Linked DNA regions of Macaca mulatta: region 2 is linked to region 1. The links are chromatin contacts, called in public Hi-C maps. All regions are on one chromosome and are shown on one strand. The core of a region is the stretch at or near the end of the contact, and the rest is flanking DNA. Distances in the headings are between cores, read along the strand shown.

Region 1 (4,022 bases), core at 457-2,956:
AGAATTCCCCTTCCAGTATTAAAAATACGGTGAAAAAAGCCCAGTTTGAAAGAAAACAAACTTTACAAAAATACCTGAAAACAAGATCAAATACTAAGTCTCTAGCCAAAGTCTTGGAGGAAAAAAAATGAAAAAAACGTTTTAAAATGGCAAAAGCTAACCAAAAACTGTAAGATTAAAGTATCACACCTAAAAAGTAGTCTCAAAGCAAGGAGGATATACTATACACAAAGAAAGTAACCGAAAACTACAAAATATTTAATATTCACCATGAATTTCAAAATTACTTGGCATGTAAAGTACGCACTGAGATTAATAAATTGTTCCAGATCCTGCACAGGTTAGTATAAGGCAGTTCCTTGTTTTTGCCACGCTAAAAATAAAAAGGGTGACAGATTAGTGACAGAATGATCCCTGAAGTTACACAAGGAGGTGCTGAGTTAGAAAGCCATGACTCGAAGGACAATACCAGAATGCTGGCTGTCAACACTGGGCAGATAAAAATAAGAAAAACCGAAGCATGCTGTTGGAGCACGGTATTGTTTCCAGACGGGAACTACCCCTTAAGGCCCATGCCTAGCATCTCAGCACCCTCTCCGCCGTGTTGGGATCGGAAAACTCGACTGCCGCCTGCTCAGAGGGGGCAGGGCAGCGACCCTCCTTCCACCTCCGCCAGCGCGCGAGCCGCCGCCCCCCCCCCTCCCCGAGCCCGCTCCTCCGGCCGCTAGCTGACCTCTCCCTGCCCGCCGGGCTAGCCACCCGAGACCCCTGAACGCCCTTCCAGGACCCGACGTCCCCTCAGCACAGCGCTAAGGGAAGGAAGCAAAGGACAGGGGCCTGGGAGCGGGGCCCGAGGGGCGGGTGGCGGTGCTGGGGTTCGGCCCGTCACCATCAAGGCTTGAGGACCGCGCGAGCTCGGGGGGAAGGCGGCTGAGCCTCCGCCACCAGCCGACTGATAGGAGGGGGTCGCGGCTGACTCCGGCCCTCAGGTACGGGAGACTGCCGGGAAAGACGCCGGCGGCGGAGGGCGACGCGCTGGCCCCGGAGCCCCCACCTCCATCCCGACGACCGCTATCCTCCCTCGTCCCGATCCATCCTCGAGATTGTGTCAGAACTCGACGACCTCCACACGGCCCACCCGAGCGCGGAGGTGATGCCGCTCTTACCGTAGGAGCGGGCGCCGCGCCGCTAGGAGGCGGCTGAGGTGCGCGCGGGAGACTCCGAGGCTAGCGCCGCCGCCGACAGAGCCCGAGGAGCCACAACGAGGCTGCCGGCGGGCGCGCTGCCTCCAGAGCGTTGCCCCACCCCCTCTCCCGCAGGATTTTGCGCCGGAGCCTGCAGTCACTGCGCGCGGGCAGGGAGGATGGGAGGAGGGGCGGGGCGTCCCGAGAGGGCGGAGCTGAGCGCCGGCTGCTCTGATTAACATCTGTGGGCCCAATGGGAGCACGGAAACTCCAGGCTGAACTTGGACTGATTTCCCTCCTAACCCGTGACAGTAGAGAGGCGGGACCAATGGGGCTTTTTATTGCCGCCTTTCTGTCCAACCCGAAAGTTAGGAAAGTCGGTTGGTTTACACCGGAGGACAAATGGTCCAATTACCGCGGAAAAGGGACCTCTGAATCCAGATTGGCGTCCTCCCTACCTATAGGATAGGCTCAGGGGCGGTGAGAACCAGCCCCGGATGTGGGCGCGGCACTGAGGTAGGACTGAGAGATCCTATAACGCAGTGTTTTGGGGAGGCGGAACTGAATTTTTTTCTTAATTATCATGTGACGGGTTCTGGATTTAATGGGGGGAAAAGTGCGGAAAAGGACAAGCATCCAAACTGGCGAATTTCCTGATCTTCGCGTCCCTCTCCGCTCTCCGGCCGGTGGCGCTGCCAGGTGAGTCTGGGGCTCTGCCCTAGCCCGCACGGTAGACCGGCGCTGGTCTCCTGATGCTTCCGTGGGCTGTGCGGCCGACCCCCAACCCATCACACAGCCAGCCCCAAACGCGCACACGCCTGCTTGGCTCCAGGGCTTCTGTGCGCATCCAGCAGGAACCGTGGTAAACTCCAACGTGTGCTGGGCCCACAGCCCATAAAAGGGGAGCGTCCGGGTGGGGCGCCGCGAGCCGACTGTCGGTGTTTGCAGAAGGGCAAGTATAGTTTAGGAGCGTCCTGAAGTTCCAGGGGCAAGTAGGCCCCCAGATAAGCTAAGTTGTAAGCAGAACGCTGTTCCTTTGGCAAGGCCGTTGCTGCAAGGCTTTTCAAAAGCGACTCATTATGAAGAATAAATATGTGGACTCATGAAGCAAAATTATCTTTGGGATGAGGCAGGTTCACTTGGTAGAGTACTGGCAGTGGCGAGAGAAGGGAAATGGGGGCTGATACCCACCCGCGGGCGATGTGGGTGGGGCTCTATATATTTCCATAACGGGGTCACTCCGAAGGTTTTAAAAATGAATAAGGAATCATTAACAAATATTTAAGTGTCTTCCTAGTGCAGGAAATAGCCACCTTAAATGGGAAACATTTTAGTTGAGCACATTTTTGGAGTACGCACCTCCCCCTTTCATGTGGAGAGAATAGTAGGAAACATAACGACTGCCCAAATTGATGAAGACGTAAATGTAAAACTGGGATCGTATGTCATCGTTGTAGCTCAGCCTACAAGCGTACAATCCTTCAATCGTCATTTAAGTATCAGCAGTGCTTCCCCACTGAGGGTATTTTCGTGCAAGAACATAACAGAATTTTGTTACATCCCACATTATAAATCTTGTAGGCACGATAAGATTGTTACTTGCATCCTTTCACCTCCAGCCTTAAAGCACCTGTGGTGAGTGCAGCCAAATATAAGAAAAAAATGAAGCTTGTCTTATCCGATGGCAGATGGAACAGTTAGGTTTAAGCAAATGTATAATCGTAAACCGTTTTTCAGAGGTTCACAAAAACGGCCAGATAGATTGGAGATGGGGATTGTGCAATTTACAGGATGAAATCCATCCATGGTTATTAATCAACACACACCCATCCAACCCTGCTTCCAAATTCAGTCCCACATCCCACTATATGGCAGCCTCTGGCCGGGAAAGGAAACCAACACAGAAAAATGCCTCCTTAGGAGCAAAAGTACTGCAGTATGAAGCCTGTGCCAATTAAGTAAACAAGTTTAAGTGCCACTAGATGGGTATAAGGGAAACGAGGTGAGTTAGGAGACTCATACTTAACTGTTGAAATAGAACAGATGTGTCCTCTTGCACCGTGATAGCCATCCACTATTTAAAGTAGTATAGATGTTGCACAGTACATCAAAGTTAGTTCTAAAACATAATTGAGCACGCTAATCTAGGGTATTTGGCTCAATTAGCCAGTTTCTTCACCTTTTCTCTATTATCTTCCTGCATCTTTCCTCCTACCACGCATGCTTTTGTTCCTATGGGTAGCACCTTCTGATCTTTTTCTCTTTCCATCAAGTATCCTCTCTCATCTTCAGGGCCATTCCCCATTGGCTTATTTCTCTGTTTGTAGTCATAAATTCTTCCTTTCCTGAAAATTTCTTCTTTCAGTTTCATATACCCTATCTTTCATTTTCTCTTCTCCAAATGCCTCAAAGGAATAAAGTGTTCTCAATTGTTTCCATTTCTTGATCTTCTGTTAACTGCATATAGTCTGGCTTCTGATTTCCCATTCTACTTATCCTTTTTCCAAATGGTCATAAAGGTTGGTATAAAAAACTTAAGTAGAGGAACATATCATAAACCTATATGTGAAGATTAAATAAAATAAATGCTATCCCTAAGTTTTATGCATTCACAATCAAAATTCTAAGTTTTTAAGAATCAGCTTAGCAATTTTAGCATTGAAAAACTGTAAGGACAAAATAGAAAATATTCTAGAAAAGAAGCCGGCATGATGGCTCACACCTGTAATCTCAACACTTTGGGAGGCTGAGGTGGGTGGATCACTTGAGATCAGGAGTTCGAGATCAGCGTGGCCAACATGGTGAAACCCCAGCTACTTGGGAAACTGAAGTGGGAGG
Region 2 (4,022 bases), core at 1,038-3,537, 110 kb after region 1:
TCATTCCCACATCTTAATGTAAAACCTATTACTGTTTATATTCAGGATTAACAATATTAGTGTTAACCCTCAAAAGGAGGAGGATTCGAAATGTAATTGAAAAGACTATAAAAATTCCTCTTTAACAGCCATTTCACTTTAAGGACCATTTGTGTACTCCACATTTTAAGTTAGAATTGTTAAAGAATGCTTATTCTCAAATACTCCATTACTCCAGCTATGTAACATTCATATTTACTTCCTCTTTCAGAGAACTTAGAGCAAATGTGCAGTTTACACACCACAAACACTAGTGATGATACCAAGCTGCTTACGGACAGACTTCCAGGCACTTATCCCCTAAATTTTACATATAATTGTTAAAACAAAATAGCTTTAAAATACTAACCACCTAAAATTCCTGAATAAAAGTACCATAAATCCCATCCTCAAAACCATTTTCCTAGAAGCAACACTCCCGGAAGCTGAGAGATCTTTACATTGCACCAGAGTCCCTAATGGCTATGCTTAGATGTCAAAGTTTTGCTACAGGCAAAAAATATCAAGGAAGAAGTGGCACTATTGCTACATGCACATGCAGCATGTTTTAAATTGTGAAAACAAACAATATTATACCAAACAGAAAATTTTTCATGACCTAAGCTACTGTTAGATCAGCAATGCCAAAACTGCTTGACATTTCTTTTTCTAAAAAACAAAAAAAAAGAGTCATTTGACAACACTGTGTAGCAGTGCACATTTATAATGAAGATCATGCGCTTTAAGCTTGCGATCACATAAAGATTTGATTTTCACCTAGTCTGTATATTGCACTACTGTCAGATCATTATGTATCCGTAGCTGAAGTGGCAGAAACACCTATTTTAAAGAAACACTATCTGAAAAATTATACGACTAGCCTACATTTAAAAACAAAACTGACCCTCTCTGACAAGAACCCTTAAGAATCTGCCTTTTTCTAATGCTCAAACAATCTGCAGCCGCTTGACCTGTCCAAAAATCGTCAAAGCTCCTGGCTCTTATCATTTGCTGCAGGAAAAAAAGAATATGGCTGAAAATTCTTTCAGAAGGGTGCTATTTCAAACAGGACCACCCAAAACACTTAAGAACACGCAGCGGAGAGTAGGGTGCAGGGAGGGTACCTTACGAAACAGCGCACTTCGGGCCCTGTACGCTACCTCATTTCCCTAATAGGGATGAAAAGCTCAGGCCTCTGGTAGCTTCCAGCTGACGCCAGTGCTCTCTCCACACCCCTTTTTGACAGGATTATCCGGGGTTGAACGCTGTGTCACAAATACGAATTCCCGCGACCACGTCTAAATGGCCTAACAATCAACCGAGCATCTTTTACAAGACCAAACCCTTCCCCCATCCCGTTCCCTCCATCTCTCTCCCTAGCCAAACACACCTAGGGGAGTCCTCAAGATGGATTTTTACAAATCCTGCAGCGCACTAACTGGGAGGAAGAAACGATACAGAAAATAAGAGCGTCGGCCATCCCCTTCTCTGCAACCGAAATTACAGGCTCCATTTCCTATCCCCTTGGGAACTGCAAAATCCTCTGCTGAAAACCGGACGCCTCCCGGCCCGTCCAGGCTGGCGCACGAGGCCGCCGCGCTCCCCCTTCCCGGGCCCCGTGGGCGCCAGTGGGGCGGCGGGGACCCGCGGCACCCTCCCCTCCCCCTCCCCGCACGGCACCCACCTCGGGGCAGCGGCTTCACCTCCCCGTTCTCCTCCCGGGAGGCCCCGCCGGCCTCTCGGGCCCCGCCGAGACCGTGCCTCCTCCTCTCCTTCTCCCGCTTCTCTTTAGGTCTGCGCGACTTAGCGTTAGCCGAGGCAGCGGCGGCGGCGGGCAGAAGGAGATGGTGAGGTTGAGCGTGCAGCAGCGTAGGAGGGACCAGCAGTTTGCGCGGCACCGGCTGAGACAAGGAAGCGGAGGCTGAAGAGGGAACGGCCGTGCCAGCGGAAAAAGAGAAACTGCTCCGAGAAGAGGACGGGGAGGGAGCAGCAGACAGAGGGGCAAAGCTCCAAGACGCGGAGCTGCCATAGCTCTGAGGCGAAGGAGCTGACGGCGGCTGCAGCTGCCTGCTGTTCCCGCCGCTGCCCCCTTCTCCGTTCACTCTCCGCGGTGCCTTCTTCTCCTCAGTCCGGACCTTCTTGGCGGACAGAGAACCCGGAGGGTCCCGGGAGGAGGGCTGCAGCTTGCCAAACGGTTCTTTCTCCGAGACGGTGGCGGTGGGGGCGGAGGCAGCGACACAGTGCACTGGGCTCGGCGGTTCCGCCATTTTGCGCTTCTGTTGTATTTACTCTCCTCCGCTAGCCGGCGCGGGGCAGGGGGCGGGCCCTCCGCGTGGGCTAGGGAAGGGGCGGAGCGACCGGGCCACCGACCGGGACCTCCATTGGGCGAGCCACGCTGAGAGATCCACCTAAGAGCCAATCAAAGGCACAAACATCAGACGAAGGGGCGGGATCGCCAAAGGGACCCTCTTTGGAGGTCAGAGCTCGGCGGGGTGCGGCTAGTGGCGGATTGCTCTGCGAGGGGAGGGCTTTCCACTGTTGCCAGCGTGAACTCGGGTGCCGGGTGGATATCAGGGAAGAATCCCTGCCCTGGACCCCCAGATCTGTCTTGGCCCAGGTAGCGATCGTCTCTGCTGCCAAGAAGACTTTTAGCTTGTACCACTTTCCCTTCCATTTTTCCTGGGGTACCGCTCACCGTGCATCTGCGCGTTCAGAAAGCTGGATTTCGGGGATGCTCAGTTCAGAAGAGAAAAATTTGCCGGGAATCAAGTCCTTCTTTTTGTTAGTCGGTAGTCGATGATGGGAGGTGTTCAAAATCATTTGATGTGGTGACAAGGTACGTTATTATTGCTAGATCATGTGCTCTAATCCATTGAGGGAGATAACTTCCGGCAACTCTAGAACTTTCGGATTACTTACAAGCTTGAAGGAGAGAGTCTGCCTGGATTTGGAGACTTTTTTGAACTGTTGTGGCTAGACCCTTAACATTTTTTATTTATTTATTTATTTTGTTTATTTATTGAGACAGAGTTTTGCTCTGTCGTCGAGGCTGGCGTGCAGTGGCGCGATCTCGTCTCACTGCAACCTCCGCCTCCCGGATTCAAGCTATTCTCCTTCCTCAGCCTCCCCAATAACAGGGATTACAGGCGCCCGACACCATGCTCGGCTAATTTTTGTGTTTTTATTAGAAACGGGGTTTTACCATGTTTGCCAGGCTGGACTCGAACTCCTGATCTCAGGTGATCGGCCCACCTCCTCTTCCCAAAGTGCTAGGATTACAAGCGTGAGCCACCGTGTCCGGCCTTAAGATTTTTATTTTATAATAATTATTATAACTTAGAGTTGCCAAGAAAAATTTGTTGGCGATTATTTATAGATGTTTGAAAGACAAGAATTGTTTTTTTCGATTTCTGTATTTTAGCATTTAGTAAGCACACTGCGTGTTGGATGTTTTGTAAGCATGTGCTTTGATTTTTGCTTCAAAGATAAGCAATTTGGGGAGATGGGTTTTAGCTTAAAAGATAAGGAATGTGGCCAGGCGCGGTGGCTCACGCCTGTAATCCCAGCACTTTGGGAGGCCGAGGTGGGCAGATCACAATGTCAGGAGTTCGAGAACAGCCTGGCCAACATAGTGAAAACCTGTCTCTACTAAAAATACATAATTAGCTGGGCTTGGTGGCACGCCCCTGTAGTCCCAGCTACTCTGGAGGCTGAGGCAGAAGAAGCCCTTGAATCCGGAAGGCGGAGGTTGCAGTGAGCTGAGATCTGCCATTGCACTCCAGCCGGGGTGACAGTGCCAATTTATTCATTTTTTAAAGAATATTTTTAAGAATTTTTTTTTTTTTTCGGCCAAGAGCGGTGAGTGGCTCACGCCTGTAATCCCAGCACTTTGGGAGGCGGTGGTGGGTGGATCACCTGAGGTCAGGAGTTCGAAACCACCCTGACCGACATGGTGAAACCCTGTCTCTACTAAAAATACAAAAAAAAAATTAGCCAGGCGTGGT

Evidence for each region. Hi-C and Micro-C count contacts between places; a contact is called where the count stands out from the background.
Region 2: a contact with region 1 is called in a Hi-C map of fetal cortex germinal zone, with 2.3 times the contacts expected there. The contact joins the promoter of RSBN1L here to the promoter of TMEM60 in region 1. A contact is called at or near these places in 2 of 14 Hi-C or Micro-C datasets (fetal cortex germinal zone and fetal cortical plate).

What each region holds. Positions count from the first base shown.
Region 1 is chr3:141,722,393-141,726,414 of T2T-MMU8v2.0, forward strand. TMEM60 (transmembrane protein 60) reads left to right here and starts at 1,707. Exons shown (of 2, transcript NM_001193703.1): 1 at 1,707-1,883. It also overlaps a transcript of PHTF2 not described here.
Region 2 is chr3:141,836,255-141,840,276 of T2T-MMU8v2.0, forward strand. It overlaps RSBN1L (round spermatid basic protein 1 like), which reads right to left and starts at 2,288. Exons shown (of 8, transcript NM_001257886.1): 1 at 1,703-2,288. The coding sequence starts at 2,285. It overlaps LOC144339904 (a long non-coding RNA gene), which reads left to right and starts at 2,498. Exons shown (of 3, transcript XR_013415477.1): 1 at 2,498-2,854.